Linked DNA regions of Mus musculus: regions 1, 2 and 4 are each linked to region 3. The links are chromatin contacts, called in public HiChIP or PLAC-seq maps. All regions are on one chromosome and are shown on one strand. Each heading gives the region's core, a stretch centred on a gene start, on an enhancer-like site or on the middle of the called end of the contact. The rest is flanking DNA. Distances are from core to core; before and after follow the strand shown.

Region 1 (2,834 bases), core at 107-2,606, 910 kb before region 3:
CGATGGGCGAGCTGTGTCAACCCTGGTGAGTGTGGCTCTCTGCATCAGGGATGAAGTTTGTTTAAAGAGAAAAGGGAAAAATTAAACTAATGCTTCAACAAGCACAGAACAAGGCTCAGGACTGCAAAGAAAGAGGGAGGAAGGACCACCACTCCTCGCCAATTACTCTGCCAAGCATTCACAAGTGAGCTAGGGATCATAAGGTTAATTATACATTTAATAAGGTGTCAGGGAGATAACTGCTCGTTTCTTTATAAAAATTAAAATGTACAAAGCAAGTTCTCTTTAAAGTATAATTACCTACACTTATGCATACAAAAGGACTGATTTCAATCTCTGCAGTTATAAAAGGCTTTCACTGCAACAGACAGCCAGTGCTCGAGAAAGAGACAAAAGTTATACTAACAAAGTTTCTATGACAGACCAGATAAATCAAGTGTCTATCCAGTCCTACATGCTTTAGTCAAATGAAATCTGGCAAGACAATATTTTAGTTTACATCATCGCAGATGTCATCCTCCACGTTTCTGACAGCACAGTGCTTGCTCAAAGCTTTACAACACTGTCAATGCTAAGATGAACAGCACAAAAAAACGGCTGGGACACACACAACATTGGCGTCATAAACACCCGGGAGCCAAGCGCTCCTCACTAGAGAAGCTCAGCTCTTCATTGTGTGGCAGGCAGAGATGCGGCTGCTGTCAGGTCTGCACTCAGCCACCACCAAGAGCTCCAAGGTGTGGTACGGCTGCTGGAGACAGCTCTGAGCATGGCTGCTGGCAATTCTACTTCTCTGGAAGGCATGAAAATGGTGGCTCACAATGAGCTGGTAGAGCCAGCAAGGTCCTCCTCTAGAGAACAATTAGAAGAGTGTGTTCAAGGTGAAAGAACACCTTCACCAGTGTGACTAGGTATCTGCTTACAGCCCAGGGTAACCTGTTAGCACCAAACCCAGGGAGATAAAGCATAAAAGGCTGCCTGAGAGAACAATGAAGATTCCCAGAAAACTATCTGTCCAATTTCCTACAAAGGAAGTAAACAAACCAAACCAAACAGAAGCAATCTGTTAAAGCAGAGGAAAATGTTCAGACACGCCTCTGTAAGTGGCGTGGCTTGTGCTGTCAAGCTAGACACACTTGGATCAAACCTGGAGCTCAAGCCAGTGGCTAGAGCGTGCCGTCCACATCTTCACTGACTCCTCCCAGCTGGTAGGAGCGGAAGTGAACATAACAGTATTTACAATCAGAAATTGGTCCCAGGCCTCAATTTGACACAGGGAGTCTACACAAACACAGCCGCTGGCGGGATCACCGTGACTGTTTGACTGCCACCTGCTGGGAAGGGGCCCCCGGCGGTGCCTGTTTGTGTACATTGCCAGCGGCGGCGGATCACCCACCGCTCCAGCGCGCTTGGCACAGCTTTCTATTTAGAGCTGTTAAAATGGCATGAAAGCAGTCGTCTCCTCTCCTCCAGATTGCTGATTTAACTGAGTGCGGGCCACAGAGAGAGCCACATTTGTCATTTAATGTGTCTGTGACACATTAGTGAATAGAAAGCAAATTCAACTCTTAATAAACCTTGAATAAGGCACTGAGAATGTTTGAGTATTCAAGTGAGAAGCTGTACGTGAAAAGCAAACATTTCCTACTTCTTGTTTGCAAACTGTGTTGCCATGGTGATGCACAGTATTTAGAGCATTAAAGAAATTAGGAAACCAAAGGATTTGATGCTTTGCATTAGCCATCTTTGCAGAACCACTTGTCTCAGTTTCCTACTCGACGCCTGTCTTAATTACTAGGATTTCCAGTTCGACCTGACATCTTTAAAACTGGCAATAGACAGCCCACAGGGTCGTCATGCAATCTGGATTGACACTGAACTTCAGGGTTCTAGCAGGAGTTTCATCCATCCCGTGCACTCCGGTCTAGTCCTCTCCCAGTTCAATTCTCATGAGCTCCGAGTCCCGATGAGGAGTCATTACCTCTAAGAGAGCTCTGGCCTCATCCACCTTGCCTGAATCCACAAGCTGCAGGAATAGATCAGTGACGGGCTTGTAAAGTGCAAACTGATTCGCCATTCTCTCAGACATGATGCTTACTGCAAGAAACACAGGTAAGGAAAAGCGTTCACTAAACGGGAATGGCTCACGGGCCAAAGAAGTCTGGGCCAATTTCACCCAAGACAAAGATGAGCTTCTACGCTCTTTTAACAGCAAGGCAACTCACACTTCTCTAGCGCTGGTTCCATCTGCTCTTCGATCACTTTTCTGAATAGATACGACAAGCCAAAGTACTGAGGTTCTATGGCTTGGTTCTCGGAAGCAAGCAGGTGCTCAATGTTTTCTATGGCAGCATCAAGTTTATTACTGTAAATGAAAACAAAATCACAATAAAGTATTTACTTGTATAAAATTGCAGTCCGTTTTAACTCATGTGGATACTCATGCAAATACTTCAGAAAAAAGGGACTATATTTATAAGCAGATTAATAACTAATAATTTTCAAAGCCTATCATGTAACATAACCTAGTTATATAGATATAAAATGCTATAATTTTGGCTTTATAGATCACAGAGGGCATTAGAATATGAAGCAAAGACAACATATGACATTTGGAGATGAAAAAAAATAAAAAGATCATACACCAAAAGTTGTACTTTCATGGCTAACAGAGACTTCTTTTCATCGGGCACCATATATTTGGAAAATACTCAATACTAGAATCCTCAGAAAAGGGCACTTTTTTGGGGGGGGGGGGGGAGAAAAGAAATTCTGTGGCCTTCCTGAACAAAGTAGGAAACAATATCCTTCTCACTGTCTTGTGATGAGACAAT
Region 2 (3,189 bases), core at 475-2,974, 870 kb before region 3:
CATTTTCTTTCTTTCTTTTTTTTTTCTAATGGGAAACTAGTTAGAAAAGATATTTTCAGTTCCCTATTTTAAACCCAACACTATCATTATCATATATAGTCACGATACTAGCTAATAATACTAAAACTAACAGAGATGATGACAGGCAATGAGAACAATTAAAAGATAAAAAGTCATTTTTGCTCTAACACTGATAGGACAATACTACAGAAAAATTAGGAAATCCTAATCACAAAACAAGCAGATTATAAACTATATTCAGCCAGGGAATAAATGACACACAGGCAAGGAGTAGGAAATTCAAACAAATCTAGAAGGAAAGGAAGGAAAGGAAGGGTGCTTGGCCAACCTTATAGCTCTTTCTCCTTGTTAGAAGAAACACTGACTTGCTCTGCAAGTAACGCCTTAAACTGGGCACCAACCAACAAGGGCATTTGCAAAGGAAAAAAATTCCAATCTCAGAAAATCTTGCCTTTTCAACAAAATTCATTTCCCATAAAGAGAAACACTTCTCAGAGATGGACTCGTATCCTGGTACGTGTGGTTACCGAGCAAACAGAGGAGGAATGCCAGGAGAGGTCTCTGTTTATTCCCTGGATAACAACCACACGGTATAAGGAGAAAGCCTTCCAGAGGATCTTAGTTTATTATAGTCATTAATAACCAGCACTTATCAGACTCAAAGGTTAGAGGAAACTTTGTATTTATGTATTCATTTCTTTAGAGTTCTCACACTATAGCCCTGGCTGGCCCAGGACTCGGAAATGTGCCAGCCTCTGCCTCCTACCTCCCATGTGCTAGGATTAAAGGCATGCACCACCATGTCTGGCTTGTTTTTAGTTTTTGGAGTTAAGGCGTTGCTTTGTAGCTAAGGCTGGCCTAGAACTCACTACACAACTCGGACGGGTCTGAACTTGCTATCAGCCTCCAGCCTCAACCTCCAGAGTGCTGGGATTATAGGTGTGTACCACCACACCCGACCACAGATACAATTTCATATAATACCATTATACGCTCTTTAAACAACAAGAGTCACTAGAGACCTCCACTGACAGGTAAAAGACAGCCGCTGGGCTGCTGGTGTCTAAAGGGATTCCTAGTCTACCTCGGTTTCCTTCTACATCAACAAATGAGTCAAGGGTTCTAATCACCAGAGTATTTGCAGAGCAAAGGCCCAGACATCCCAAATCCAAAGTGCAATGAGCTTACTTTTCCAGGTGCACAGTGACCAACGGGAAGCTTATGTTGCTGGACGGCTTTGCCAACCCAAGAGTCACGATGGCTTCATGCAGCTGTTTTACTGTTTCAATTTCACCTCTTAAAGCTGCACCATTGAGGATGTGGAAAAAGGACAAGACTGTTGCATCTTTGATAACAACATCCTTCTCTTTCATCTCCTTTAGAATGTTAATAGCATCTACAATGAAGTAACACAAAAGACCCTTAGGTAATTTCACATAGGGAAAACAAACTGCTATTAGACCAGCATTTCGAGCCCAGCAGGAATGTAAATTCTAGTGTATAATGCCGATTTCGAGTTAATTACTACTTGCATTTCTAAACGAGACTACAATTATAAATCCACAATAGCATGGTTTTATCATTTCCCTGCAACTTTGACTACAAATTACAGATAGGGACCGTGTGCCCACTCTGCACCACGCAGCCCTGCATGGTCTGCCCTGTAGCTGTAAGATCCTGCTAAATGGATGCTTTTATCGTTCAGAGCTAACATCTGCTAAATCACACCATTGTTTCTTCGGCAGATGGCTTGTCAGGAGGCCAGATAATAAAGATGTGTTTACACTGTATCTTCAGCCAGACTAATGGTCTGATACCGATACGGCCTGTTTGCTATGTCGATACTAATTAGCCAAGCAGAGCCAATGAAAGCTTTCCAAAAGACTGCATACTAATACATTAGATTCATTAAGCTTCATTAGGAAGGTACAAACAAACAGTTTAGAATATGGAATAAGTGCACTTTTATAATGTTTCTTCTCAATTATTATACAGACAAAATGTTTTGACCACTTTACAAAAACTAATTTTAAAAAGCAGACTAATTTGTGTTAGAAAGACTTCCTAGGAAAAATGTCAACATTCAAATCAAAAAAAGCTCCCATTCCGTCTCTTCTGAAAATAAAAGAGAGGAAATGTAAGGACCAAGTTCTGGTACCAGGCTAAGAGGACCAAGAACTAGCAACAGGAAGACTGCATAGCAAGTGCAATTAATTAGATTATTAGGGTTAGCAATTTTCCAACGAGGAAATTAGAGCATGTAAATCATCCATGTAATCAAATTCGCTTTTCAACTAAAATATCCATCTTGTTACTGTTACTAAAGGTTAAGGCAAAACTCGGCAGTTCAGGTCCATATCTATCAGGTTGTGTTTGCAGGTTTTAGGTTCAGCCTTCAGATCTTTTTAAGCAAAAACAAAGCCATTAGTGCAGGCACATAAGCAAACTGTGCCATAAGTCATGATCTTCAAACTCAGTCCAAACAGCAATGCTAATAAAAACTAGCTGCAGAAATGCAAAAGGCACTGAGCTGTGCAAAAGTAAATGACAAGCCTGCCTATCCATTAAAACTAATGGCCTGCACTGCCCATGCAGTCGCTGCTCGGATTCACATGCAAATTTGTATGCAAAGTGTTCAAGCACTTTGTAGAGCATGATAGCCATTAATATCAATTCACGTGTGAATCCAGGGTAAGGACTGGCATCGCAGAGTTCCCCCATGTCCTGGGGCTTACCTTGGAGTCTGCTGTGCTTTCCCAGTACTTTTACAAGGGCTACGTACTTGGCAGTGTCAAGAATAGCCGAAGCATCTAAGCGGTCACTATAAAATAAGCCAGAGTTATGGGAGTCAATTAACTATAAAAACGACAGTCATAGTCAATTGATCACTTTCCAAAAACTAACCAAACAGTCTGCATTGCGATACCCGCCTTGACACATAACGTGTCTGAAACCATGTATCAATTCGAAGTTATTTACAGTCATGAATGCATAAGGAGGACTGCAGAAGCACACACTGCCTGGCTGCACAGGAAGATACTGAAGACACACTTTGTCTTTACAGGTCTTTTCATGTTCTAGCCTTCACTGTGACCACCCAAATACCTACACTTACTTATCTCCATGTTAGAATCTGGTAGTAAAGAAACGCAAGCTGCCTGGAGGTAG
Region 3 (3,148 bases), core at 264-2,763:
GCAGCTTAGGATAATTATTTCAGCTTTATTGAGGGCAGATTAGTTGAAGTCTGGGCGCTGCGTTTCAATACGCGTTGTACATGGGCCGACAATGTGGGCATTGTTAGCTACTGTGTGTGAATCCATTCAACATATACACTTTTTAACACCAGTCCGAATCCTGTCTAAATATACACAGTGCGTAGGGAAAGATGTCTCTGACCCGGACAAATCTGCGTAAATCACACTTCCATAGTTACAGAAGCCTCACAAAGGGAGGCCGGCCTCAAGATGCAGATTACAACTTCTCACAAGCAACATACCTAAGAATAAATAAATGCCCGGGCCTGGCCCAGAGGCTGTGGTAGCCGCAGGCAGGAAAGACACTCTGAGTTCTTTGGACAAGGGGAGTCTGTTTCAGGGTTATGATATTGCTTTATGTATGGAGAATTTTGGCTTTAATTATGTATTGTAGTTATTTACATTATGAGCTTTCAGGCCTTGGGCGCTTACTCAGGGTGGCCTCTAAAGTTTCTGTATCTTTTGGGGGATGTTGGGCATGACAGGGGTTGTACCCATGGTAGGAAAAGTGGGCATCCTCCCCTAGGTCCAGAGTCCCTAGGTTTCTGGCCTCCTGTTGCTAGTCTACCACTGTGGGAGACAGCTGAAGTCTGGGGGGTGGGGGAACAAAGAGTGGAGTTGATTTTGAAGACAGAGAAAGTGTAATGTCTCCACTGTTATAAAATGCATAGTGATGGAAAACTTCACCAATGCTTGGCTGGGAGCAGAACTGTGCAATGGTGTGGAAAGAGTTGGGAAATGTAGTCCAAGGGCACTGACTGGCCAGGAAAGCCTCATAGCCTCCTGCTTGTTAATCTTAGCCCTGGCTTCAACTCCCTATGTACCATATTCTGTCTCCCAGATCTAGGCTCCCCCAGCAGCTTGCTACGGTGACTATGCAGTGAGCCTCGTCATCTCTCCTCTTTCTTCCTGACCAGTGGTCACATAGACAGAAGGAGGTGGCTGAGATACCATGTGCAAACCTTGCCAGGTCACCTGATCCCCAGCCTCATCTAAGGCTGCCTGGTGCTCCTGAGGCTGGAGTCTCTTCCTAACCCCAAACACTCCGTGTAACGAATAGCTCGCTGCATTCAACTACTCTACTCCTATTCCTTTTCGAATTTTTGATCAAAACTTCTTTGAGCAAGAGGAGGAGGAAGAGGAGAGAGAAAGAGAGAGAGAGAGAGAGAGAGAGAGAGAGAGAGAGAGAGAGAGAGGATATTAAGAGTTGCAAAGATTTTTTTTAATTCTGTTTCGCCCTCTTCTCCCTCACCCCCCCCCCCTCCGGCTAAGTGGTAAAACCGTCCTTACGTTCTCAGTATTGATTGGCAGGGCTGACAGTGATTGGCAGTGGTTGCCGTGGCAACGCCACAACGACACGCCACAGACCAATAGAAAAGCGAAACAAAATGTTTCAATGCTGCACTCACTGTGGATTTAGGGGAGATATTATGAGGCTGTTGTCATTAGGGCGATTGCTGTGGAATCGCTGAATCTTGACTCGGCCGTGGTTGGCTCTCGCTCTCCTCTCTCCCTCTCCCTCTCTCTGCCTCGGGCTCGCGCTCTCTCTCTCTCTCTCTCTCTCTCTCTCTCTCTCTCTCTCTCTCTCTCTCTCTCTCTCTGCGCGCGCGCACCGGGCCGCTCTCCTTCCTCCCTCTCTATGTGGCTGCGCGGGTGTGTGTGTATGTGGATGTGTGTGGGGTGTGGGTGTCCCTTACGTCCTTCCTCCTCCCCCTCCTTCTCCTTCTGCTCCCCCCTCCTTTCCATCTCCTCCTCCCCCCTCTCCTCTCCCTCCTCCTGGTCCTCATCGCCCCTCTCCTCCTCTTCCTCCCCTCTCTCTTCCTCTCCCTGAATTTTTTCCTCTCCTCTCAGGTCAGTCCATGGTATTCCGCTCCCCCCTAGATCTCTATTCCTCCCACTTCTTGTTGCCAAACTTCGCCGATTCTCACCACTGCTCCCTACTTCTGGCGAGTAGCGGCGGCGGGAGCGGTGCGAGCGGCGGCGGCGGCGGCGCGGGAGGAGGCGGCGGCGGGAACCGTGCGGGAGGCGGCGGTGCTGGCGGAGCAGGCGGCGGCAGCGGCGGCGGCGGCTCCAGGGCCCCCCCGGAAGAGTTGTCCATGTTCCAGTTGCCCACCCTCAACTTCTCGCCGGAGCAGGTGGCCAGCGTCTGCGAGACGCTGGAGGAGACGGGCGACATCGAGCGGCTGGGCCGCTTCCTCTGGTCGCTGCCCGTGGCCCCCGGGGCGTGCGAGGCCATCAACAAACACGAGTCGATCCTGCGCGCGCGCGCTGTCGTCGCCTTCCACACCGGCAACTTCCGCGACCTGTACCACATCCTGGAGAACCACAAGTTCACTAAGGAGTCTCACGGCAAGCTGCAAGCCATGTGGCTCGAGGCGCACTACCAGGAGGCCGAGAAGCTGCGCGGCCGCCCGCTCGGCCCGGTGGACAAGTACCGCGTGCGCAAGAAGTTCCCTCTGCCGCGCACCATCTGGGATGGCGAGCAGAAGACCCATTGCTTCAAGGAGCGGACTCGGAGCCTGCTGCGGGAGTGGTACCTGCAGGATCCCTACCCCAACCCCAGCAAGAAACGCGAACTGGCGCAGGCCACCGGCCTCACCCCCACACAAGTAGGCAACTGGTTTAAGAACCGGCGACAGCGCGACCGCGCAGCGGCGGCCAAGAACAGGTCAGTGGCGGGGACCGCGGCCAGGCCACCACAGGCTCCGGGCTAGAAAAATGGAAACGGGTGGAAACTCAGGCTGTCGGGGAATGGTAGAGGCGGCTGATCCAGTTCTGGAGATACCGGTGCTCTCTGGACAGTTAGAGAAAAGTTTCTGGTTGCCCTGGAACAGGGAACAACTGGCTGTGGGTTTATATACTGCTTTGCTCAAGAAGGGCTTTTTTTATCAGAGCCAGCGCTGTGTGAGCATGCCCCTGGTGTCCTCAACCCTCCGTGCCTGTCCCTAGGGGCCTTAAACCCCTCGCGGGTCTCTTCAGCCCTGGCACCAGCTAGAAGACTGGAAGGAAAGGAAAATACTACTTGCTATCTGATTATTTCTGTGCACCGCAAAAGGGGGGGGGCTTGGTTTAGAGGCGTCCATAGGAG
Region 4 (2,947 bases), core at 400-2,899, 730 kb before region 3:
GTTAATCACTTCTGACCATCAGAATGCTGTCAGCTGTGAGAAACAGAATCCAGTGGGCCGGGGTGGCACATACCTCCAGTTTCAGCATACGGGGGTCTGAGGCTGGCGGACCATCAGTTCAAGGCCAGTCTGGGCTAGATAATGAGATCCTGTCTTTCAGAAGCAATAAGAAATAAAACATCAATAGCAAAACAAAAGCCAAAACAACCCGCAAAAATAAATGAAAAATAAACTAGCAAAATGAGAAAGACATCGTTCTGAGATGGCCTTTACCATTAGAGAGTGTCCAGGATCTCTGCTGGTGGCTGTGCCTACTTAGTGAAAAATCTGGAGGTACCACAGCTACAGGGCTAGCTGATGCATTGTCATTGTCTCAGGAGCTACCTGCCTCCCACCTCCCCATTCTGTATCTTCAGTCTGTGTGCTTTATCCCCAGGTAGCCCTGACTTCATGCTTGGCACAGCTCTAATGTCGTGTGAAAACACAACATCCAACTGCAGAAGGCTGGCTTCATGTTTGCTTTGTTGTTTTTTTTTCTTTTCCTTTTAGGTTATTTCTTCTATTCCACATGTATAATAAGTGTTTTATTTGAACTGTGTATGTGTATCATGTGTGTGCCTGGTGTCCGTGGAGGTCAGAAGAGGGCGTCAGATCACCTGGCACTAGAGTTGCAGATGATTGTGGTTGGCCACATAGACACTGGAAGAGCAGCCAGTGCTCTTAACCACTGAGCCGTCTCTCCAGTTGGTTTGTCTGCCTTCTTAAGCAAGGGATACTTTTGAGACTCTCCCAGCAGCAGACTCCTTACCCCATTCTTCTTCTTCTCCTTCTTCTTCTTCTCCTTCTTCTTCTTCTTCTTCTTCTTCTTATTATTATTATTATTATTATTATTATTATTATATTTATTTGGTTAAGACAAGGTTTCTCTGTGTAGCCCTGGCTGTCCTGGAACTCACTCTGTAGACCAAGCTGGCCTCGAACTCAGAAATACACCTGCATCTGCCTCCCGAGTGCTGGGATTAAAGGCGTGCGCCACCACCACCCAGCCTCCTTCTTACCCCATTAACCAGAATTACCTCGTGTGCTTGTGTTTGAGAAGGGGAAGCAAGATCACTTAAATTTGTTGTGTCAGTTAGGTGTGACCCCAGAAACAGGGAGGATCTCTGTCGCTGTGCTCATTAGCGAAGTCTGAAACCACATGTTCAGCTCCTCTTCTGTGTTCAGACCCGTGAAGCTTCGTGTCGAAGTCTAGGTATGGAGAATGTCACTGCCGGGCTTCTTGACTCAGAGAAGACACCGAGGAAATGTCCTCTGAAGCTAGGGACTGAGGTCATGCTTGAGGTGCCGGGGCCAGGTTCACAAGCAGGGATGGTCAGGGAGCAACAGTCGCAGAAGCAGGACTTGGCAAAGAAGTGAGGAACTCCCCACGTTCCACTGGCACTCGGTCCCCAATTACGATTCCAGAATTATTAGCTTTGATTCTGTGAGAAAGGAATACATCAAAGCCAGAATCCTATGAATTAAAACGTTGACTAATCGAGCTAATTATAGTTCAGTCATCTGAATTTTCACACAATGAGCTGAGTTCTCATGAAGCCCGTTCTTAAGCAGGAAGCTTTGATGATGATGTAGCTGCTATTTATGTCCTAGAACCAATCCTCCTCGGTCTGGCCAGGGGGCTCCTTGCTGGGGTGCCTCTGCCAGCTCAAACCTTGACGGATTCAGCCCCAGTTTCTTAAAAGCTCAGGCAAGCTCCGTGGAGGTGGAGCTTATGAAGATGTTGGGAGAAAGATGCCCTTCCTTGGGGAAATAGCTAAGCAGAGTGCCAGCATGCCAGAATGTCATTCTCATTTTCAATTTTATTCCAGATTTTCAAATACTTAGGGAATTTACATAGCGTGATTATGCCTCAGGGAGCGCCTTCTCCTTAGCATGTGTTAGCTATCACACTAGTATAATACATTTTAATCACTGTTTAGATGTTCCTTGCTCAAGAGTTAGTAATGTAGACTAGCCCTAAGTCTTTGATGAGCCAGGATGGTGAACTCTGGGTATGAAACAGCCTTTTCAAGAGAGAATTCATTTATTCTGAAACACCCATTGGGCACCAAGAAAAATGATGCATTGAGGTACATCCTCTCTTCCTGCCCTGCCAGGGACATTTGTCACATCTGAGGACAGTTTTAGTTGTCATAACTAGAAGTCAAGGTTCTGGCAAGCCGTTCTGGCACCTGTCGTGGACTGCTGATCATCTGGCAACACACAACCCACCTTCCCAAGTTAAGCTAGGAGTAGGTAGTAGCACACACCTGGCACACCCACTCTCAGGAGACCGAGGCAAGGGGATTGCTTTGAGATCAAGGCTAGCCTGAGCTACACAGGATGACTCCGTCTCATAAAACAAAACAATCAACAACAACAAAATCCCACAACAAAGAATTATCTGACCTAAATGTTGCTAGTGTCAGGGCCGAGAATCCATGTTCTATTAACCGCTTTTCCTACGGCTGTTATAAAACGGTCTGACCAAGGCAGCCTGTAGCATGAAGGGTTCGTCTGGGGCTTGTGTTTGCAGAGGTGTAAAAGCCCATCCCCTGTCACAAGGGGAAGCATGACAGCATACAGGCATGGTGACTAGAGCAGGTGAGAACTCAAATCTCAAACCACAAGCAAGAGAGACCATGGTCCGAGGTTTGAAGCCTCAAAGCTGACCCCCAGTGACAGACTTCCTCCAGCAAGGCTAAATCTCTAAATCTTCCCCTAACTGTGTCTTCAACTCCAGAGCAATAATCCAAGTGCCCGAGAATATGAATATGAAGGAACATCTCATTTAAATCACCACACTTATATAAGGGGGAAATGGGCTTTCATTTATATTCATATGTATATTCCCATTTATACTCACACTTATTCAAAGTTGACAGTATCTATATTTAAGAGGTGTTAC

What was found. HiChIP or PLAC-seq counts read pairs in DNA pulled down with a chosen protein or histone mark.
Region 1: a contact with region 3 is called in an H3K4me3 HiChIP or PLAC-seq map of embryonic basal ganglia, with 5 times the contacts expected there. The contact joins the enhancer-like site here to the promoter of Six3 in region 3. A contact is called at or near these places in 16 of 39 promoter capture datasets (the 3T3-L1 cell line, 3T3-L1-derived adipocytes, the HPC-7 cell line and 9 more), 4 of 15 datasets of contacts at CTCF or cohesin (embryonic stem cells, large pre-B cells, pro-B cells and 1 more), 28 of 484 Hi-C or Micro-C datasets (CD4 T cells, CD8 T cells, the N1E-115 cell line and 12 more), 13 of 115 datasets of contacts at active chromatin or transcription factors (astrocytes, craniofacial prominence, embryonic basal ganglia and 6 more) and 1 of 9 other capture datasets (adipose tissue).
Region 2: a contact with region 3 is called in an H3K4me3 HiChIP or PLAC-seq map of embryonic basal ganglia, with 7 times the contacts expected there. The contact joins the enhancer-like site here to the promoter of Six3 in region 3. A contact is called at or near these places in 10 of 39 promoter capture datasets (3T3-L1-derived adipocytes, the HPC-7 cell line, HPC-7-derived erythroid cells and 5 more), 2 of 15 datasets of contacts at CTCF or cohesin (pro-B cells and stem cell-derived epiblast-like cells), 20 of 484 Hi-C or Micro-C datasets (CD4 T cells, CD8 T cells, the N1E-115 cell line and 11 more), 12 of 115 datasets of contacts at active chromatin or transcription factors (astrocytes, craniofacial prominence, embryonic basal ganglia and 8 more) and 2 of 9 other capture datasets (adipose tissue and embryonic stem cells).
Region 4: an H3K4me3 HiChIP or PLAC-seq map of forebrain shows a contact between it and region 3, with 5 times the contacts expected there. The contact joins the enhancer-like site here to the promoter of Six3 in region 3. A contact is called at or near these places in 14 of 39 promoter capture datasets (the 3T3-L1 cell line, 3T3-L1-derived adipocytes, embryonic stem cells and 8 more), 7 of 484 Hi-C or Micro-C datasets (the C2C12 cell line, embryonic fibroblasts, frontal cortex and 4 more), 9 of 115 datasets of contacts at active chromatin or transcription factors (craniofacial prominence, embryonic basal ganglia, embryonic forebrain and 5 more) and 2 of 9 other capture datasets (adipose tissue and liver).

The regions. Positions count from the first base shown.
Region 1 is chr17:84,708,310-84,711,143 of GRCm38.p6, forward strand. Lrpprc (leucine-rich PPR-motif containing) reads right to left here. Exons shown (of 38, transcript NM_028233.2): 33 at 2,226-2,365; 34 at 1,982-2,097. Among named protein-coding and RNA genes, the nearest start is that of Abcg8, 27 kb to the left of the region's middle. Within about 2 kb of position 1,357, at least 35 of the 459 cell types and tissues checked have an H3K27ac peak or open chromatin away from gene starts, as enhancers often do. A contact at or near this core is called in cortical neurons, embryonic basal ganglia, forebrain and 1 more, where this site is marked.
Region 2 is chr17:84,747,752-84,750,940 of GRCm38.p6, forward strand. It overlaps Lrpprc (leucine-rich PPR-motif containing), which reads right to left. Exons shown (of 38, transcript NM_028233.2): 22 at 2,757-2,842; 23 at 1,210-1,417. Among named protein-coding and RNA genes, the nearest start is that of Lrpprc, 41 kb to the right of the region's middle. Within about 2 kb of position 1,725, at least 44 of the 459 cell types and tissues checked have an H3K27ac peak or open chromatin away from gene starts, as enhancers often do. A contact at or near this core is called in the N1E-115 cell line, embryonic basal ganglia, embryonic brain and 1 more, where this site is marked.
Region 3 is chr17:85,619,321-85,622,468 of GRCm38.p6, forward strand. It overlaps Six3 (sine oculis-related homeobox 3), which reads left to right and starts at 1,514. Exons shown (of 2, transcript NM_011381.4): 1 at 1,514-2,728. The coding sequence starts at 1,920.
Region 4 is chr17:84,889,487-84,892,433 of GRCm38.p6, forward strand. No RefSeq gene overlaps it. Among named protein-coding and RNA genes, the nearest start is that of 1110020A21Rik, 66 kb to the right of the region's middle. Within about 2 kb of position 1,650, at least 11 of the 459 cell types and tissues checked have an H3K27ac peak or open chromatin away from gene starts, as enhancers often do. A contact at or near this core is called in forebrain, where this site is marked.